Regions from separate parts of the Macaca mulatta genome. Here region 2 is linked to region 1. The links are chromatin contacts, called in public Hi-C maps. All regions are on one chromosome and are shown on one strand. The core of a region is the stretch at or near the end of the contact, and the rest is flanking DNA. Distances in the headings are between cores, read along the strand shown. Region 1 holds the start of PHC3 (polyhomeotic homolog 3). Region 2 holds the start of PRKCI (protein kinase C iota).

The links. A called contact is a pair of places that touch in the nucleus more often than the background predicts.
Region 2: a contact with region 1 is called in a Hi-C map of fetal cortex germinal zone, with 1.6 times the contacts expected there. The contact joins the promoter of PRKCI here to the promoter of PHC3 in region 1. A contact is called at or near these places in 3 of 14 Hi-C or Micro-C datasets (fetal cortex germinal zone, fibroblasts and liver).

What each region holds. Positions count from the first base shown.
Region 1 is chr2:81,902,490-81,905,189 of T2T-MMU8v2.0, forward strand. PHC3 (polyhomeotic homolog 3) reads right to left here and starts at 1,419. Exons shown (of 16, transcript XR_013413632.1): 1 at 1,378-1,419. It overlaps LOC144339047 (a long non-coding RNA gene), which reads left to right and starts at 1,053. Exons shown (of 3, transcript XR_013413651.1): 1 at 1,053-1,186.
Region 2 is chr2:81,938,640-81,941,339 of T2T-MMU8v2.0, forward strand. PRKCI (protein kinase C iota) reads left to right here and starts at 1,280. Exons shown (of 19, transcript XM_015131633.3): 1 at 1,280-1,626.

The DNA of each region.
Region 1 (2,700 bases), core at 169-2,668:
GCAGCTTGGGAGGCTAAGGTGGGAAAATCGCTTGAGCCCAGGAGGTCCATGCTGCAGCGAGCTATGATCACGCCACTGCACTCCAGCCTGGGAGACAGAGTGAAAGACGCTGTCACAAATAAAGAAAAAGAAAATAAGAGGAAAAGTGAAAGGAAAACCGTCAGAAAGAAAGCTGACTCCTCACTTACTTTTTGGATTAGTGAATAATTCATACATCTTTATGCTTCTGGTTTGGTTTTTTTTTTCCCAAACTGCCTTCCAATCAAATCACAGCATCATATAGTAACTGTTCAACATTATACAGTATTAGTGGTAGATAAGGTAAACTTTTTACCAAACTGCTGCCTGTCATACTACTACCGTATAGTGTACCAATGACATGCAAAAGGCGAGCTTAAGTTCTGGTCTTTTTAAAGTGTTAATCTGCTCAACCATGCCCTCCAATCCAAACAGTATGGTAAACAGTTCTAACTACGAACCAAAAATGGTCACAGAGAATCCAAATTCTAGGCGTAAGTCTAAACATCGGTGAGTGGAACTGGCCAAACCATCGCACTGCATTTTGAGGCCTGGCACAAAAGAACAATTTTGGAAACTCCACCGTCTAGGCATACTAATACCCGCAAAATACAGCCAGCAGTTCTGGCGCACAAGAGGCCTACCTAGGAAACAGTTAAGTTCTGGAGTCGTTAACTAAGCATAACGTCACACCGACACACAAGAATGTGGCCTGCTTGTGAGGCAGCAACGCTGCAGCCAGAGACTCGAGGGAAAGATCTTTCTTTCAGGGTGTTTTCAGCCTCACGAGACTTGCAAGCAGCCCCCGCCGCTCTCAGGCCCACGCTGGGACAACTCCTGCAGGCCTCCGGCACGAGGGTTGTGGACAGCCCCGCGTCTCGGGTTCTCCCGCTGAGGAGGAGTGGGGTGGTGCCGAGGCGGGAAAGAGCGGAAGGCGAAGGAGGCCTGGCAGTGCCCGCCCTGCCCTACGCAGCCTCCGCGGGCCCCTGCGCAGGCAGCCGTAACAAGGCTGCCCGCCGGGCCCACTTGCAGAAATGACAGCGCCTGAGGAGCCCACCCGGGCTCGTTCCCCGGAAAGCCCCAGCTCCCGGAGTCCCAACGGTGACCCTGCGCGCAAGGCCGAGCAGATCCGGGACCTGACGGCGGAAGGGGCGCTCCTGCCTGGAGGGTAACTGAACCCTAGAGTTCGCCTTCGCCCCCCGACACGGGCCTAGCAGGCTCCTCCACGATAAGACGGGTGTCGAGTCTCTCTTTCCCCACACTGCCCGCGAAAGAGCCCTGAGCTTTCCCCTGGGGGAACGTGTCGCTGCCCCAACTCGCCCCCCTAGTTACGACATCAGTCACCATCTAGTCACTCACTCCGCTTCCGCCATCTTCTCTCCTCCATCACTAACACGGGTTGCGCATGCGCCCCCCTGGAGGCGGCGGGCGGGGAGGGGAGGGGCGGGGTCGGCTCAGCCCCAGGAGCCCGAGGTCACGTGGGGTCCTCAGCTTCCAATCGCCCCCGCCCACCTCAGGAATTGCTCTCTCTGGAAAGTGACCAGGTTTCCCCAACTTAGATACTAGTGTCTACTCTCCAACCTCTCGCTTTCTCTCGTCCAAGATCTTCTTCTTGGGGAGGGATCTGTAATAAAGATATAAAAAGTTATCTTAGATTGTTAAATTTAAAATTTAAAGAATACGGGCGCGGTGGCTCGCCTGTAATCCCAGCACTTTGGGAGGTTGAGGAGGGTCTCTTGAAGCGAGGAGTTCAAGTTTGAGCCTTGGCAACAAAGTGAGACCCTGACTCTACCAAAAAAAAAACCCAACAACAACAATAATAATAATAAAAATTTTGAAGAATATCTAAAATATAGCAAAGTCTATGCAAACTGCAGAGTGGTTTCAAAGAAAATACCCACGAGGATTGAAGGCTGAGGTCTCAGGGGGAAAGGACATTCAGGGCTGGCTGCAGGGCTTGTTGCCTGGGAGCTTTGGAGTTTGGGGGTCCCAACAAGCAGTGCCTCTCTCCAGCTGAATGATAGTGTTCAGATGCCAGTGAATGAGTGGTTAAGGAATCATCCTGACTACCCTAGGCATATCATTCATGGCTTCAATATGAATTTGCTGAGCGCTTAGTAGGAACTGCAAACTTGAATACCACAAGTAACAAGCAGAAACAGCCACCAGTTTGCTGGTGTGGTCTGCTAAATGCTAACAACTCAGGTGTGTGAGACAAACACGTAAAGATGAGTAAAATAACACATTTCAATATAAATATGAAATAGTAAAGATGAGTCCTTGTCTTCCAAGAAGTAGCAGAGGGGGTTTTATGGACATTTGCATACAATATAATAAGTGTTCTGAAGGTGGGGACAATGGCTCACCCTCATAATCCCAGCACTTTGGGAAGTGAAGTTGGGGGGATTGCTTGAGCCCGGGAGTTTGAGACCAGCCTAGGCAACATGGGGAAACCCCATCTCTACAAAAACTACAAATATTAGCCGGATGTCATGGTGTGCACCTGTGGTCCCGGCTACTCAGGAGGCTAAGGAAAAAGTGTTCTGAAACAGATTTAGTAAGTGCTTTGGAAACTTTAAAGTTCAAGGTGTATAATAAATCTTTACCACCCTTTACAGAAAAAAAAAAAAAGCATATGAACCATAGACAATGTCTCTTTTTGCATTTTGTGAGATGATGGAG
Region 2 (2,700 bases), core at 30-2,529, 36 kb after region 1:
ACCAAGTTTTCAATGGGATTTTTGTTTGTCTGTTTAAGAGATGGGGTCTCACCATGTTGCTCAGGCTGGCCTTGAACTCCTGGGCTCAAGTGATCCTCCTGCCTCAGCCTCTCAAAGGCTGGGACTACAGGCATGTAGCCCTTTGCCTGACTCAAGGGGAATTTTTAGTAAGAGTATATAATCCAAGTCTGTAGCAGTTGGAGGATGTCGTACCACGCTAAAATGTCACACATAACTGATGACTCAGTCCCCCAAGCCTATTTTATCATCGTAAAGAAAGCTATTTCTTTGATTATTCCAACTCGTTCAGCACCAGGACTGCTGTAGGGGCTGGATTCATGCTACCTGTAGTTGCAGTGTAAATTATGTGTCAGAGCCAACATCCTAGGAAAGTCAGAGACTAGGTTACAAGGACGATTCTTTCTAATCCTTGGTAAGCCAGTTTTTAACAGAATGAAATGCTCTTGGATTGACTGACTTGATTGGGCAAGTATTCATTATGCTCTTGTTCCATGCAAGGGCAGTCTACAAGGGCCTAGATATGGGGGCCCCCAAATAAGAAAAATCGGGTTTTCATCCTATCTTCTGGTTGACTTTCTTCCTTTATTATATTTGTTACATATGTTATTAAATTATTTCCATAAAAGAGGTTACGCTGAGCAGGTAACCAAATTCTTGTTCCCCAAAAAGACATGTATAATTTAGACGATTTATGCAATTAGAAGATGGGAGACTTAATCAGATAATAAAGTCTAGAACGTGAGAAAGCCCAGTCATTTCCAGGACCTTCAGATGCCCAAGCTGGATCCAGGTTTTCCACCCCAACAGCTCCAGGGAGCACGCTGGAGAGAGAGACTTCACCAACGGGAAGGCGCGCAACCCTACGCGCAAGGAACCTCAAGTCCCAGAATGCCATGAGGACTCCAAATCCCAGAAACCTGCACGCAAATCTATCCCGGGTGCCAAGTCGGCCGACCGCAGGCGTGACCAAGTTGCGAGGCTAGGGTGAGGTGTCGTAGAATTTGTCCCTACCATTGTTCCTCCAGGGAAGAGACTTTAGTGATCTAGAGCTGGTCATTGTCTCTTTCACAGCTCGCGTGAAAGCACCCCTCCTGGCCTGTTTGATGCCATAAGCAGCGTCTCCCATTCCCTCTGTCTCCTTTCTCTGCCCCCGTAAGGATGGTTCAGCCCGGCATTGAGGCTCCTTGAGCTGGCTAGATGGTTGCGCCCGCCCTACCCCGGAATGTGGGCCTTTGGAGCGAGCGAAGTGGGAGGGACCGACGCAGGAGGTGTCCTGGGCCCGGGCGGCTGTAGAGGCGGCGGCGCCTACGGGGAGTGGGAGGAGCCGCGCGGTTCCGGCTGCTCCGGCGAGGCGACCCTTGGGTCGGCGCTGCGGGCGAGGTGGGCAGGTAGGTGGGCTGACGGCCGCGGCTCTCCGACAGGCGCGGGCGGCGGAGTCCCCCACGGGGTCCGGAGCGCCCCCCCGCACCCCCGGCCTCCAGTGTTGAGGCGGGGGAGTGAGGAGATGCCGACTCAGAGGGACAGCAGCACCATGTCCCACACGGTCGCAGGCGGCGGCAGCGGGGACCATTCCCACCAGGTCCGGGTGAAAGCCTACTACCGCGGGTGAGTGTCCTGGGGCAGGGCGCGTGGGCGGGAGGGGACAGGCCGGCTCCACTCGGCATGGAGGAGGGGAGGGTGAGGGGCTGGAGGTGTTGTAGGCGGGTTGGGCTGGGCGGGCGGGCGGCTCCGGTGACTCAGGGCGAATGACGAAGTGATGGGGGTGGGGGCGAAGCAAGGGGACGCAGGACTGGAGGGGTACCCAGGTATGGCAGTGCGGGGACCCAAGGGGCCAGAGTAGGGTCCGAGGAGGAACCTAAGGGATAGAGTAGGTGCACCTGGTGTGGACGAGAGACTCGTCTACTGAGAGCTTTGTAGTGGCCTTGCATCCTTAAGTCTGGGTGTATTTGGGGTTGCGAGTTGAGGATTCCAAGCGGTGCTTTAGTTAACTCTGTTTGCTGTGGGGATAGAAAACGGGACTACTTCAGTTAGCTGGCCGTTTTGATTACCAGCAGGCCTAACGCCTCTTGTTCTCTTAGATATATCTTCATCCCCGTTGTGTTCACGTAGTGTATCTGCACTGCCAGTATATTAGACATAGGGGTTGTATTTAAGAATCAAGTCGATGCGTTTTCAGGGACGTGCAGTGGGTACTTATGTCTCGTCAAGATTAAGTTGCATGTGTGTAAATCAAAATTTTGTGAGCCTTTCTTTCTCGGTGTTGTTTGAACGACTACCCGATAGGGTGAGATACTGCAAAGTGCGACTAGCCTAGTTGCAGTTTTAAATTCTCTGATCTTCACTCTTACTATGGTTACAAGAAAAAACCCAGTTCTGAGTTCATTGTGTTAAATCATTTTCTGTCAGTGACGCAAAGTGTCCCCTTCCTTTAAATACAGTTGTGGTTTGAATTTTTTTTTTTTTTTTTGAGATAATTATGTTTAGGAGCATTAGAAATGTGAAATGTTAGTGTGACCATAAAGGTTTGAGACTGAGAAGTCACAAAAAACCCAGCTACTTTGACTTGCCTTACTGCTTGTCCAGGTAGAAGTAAATTGCTTTAAAAAACTCAAGCAGTGGTAGGTTGAAATTGTAGTGCATACTTTTACATTCCTGAGAGGATCAGTGAAGATAGCAAAC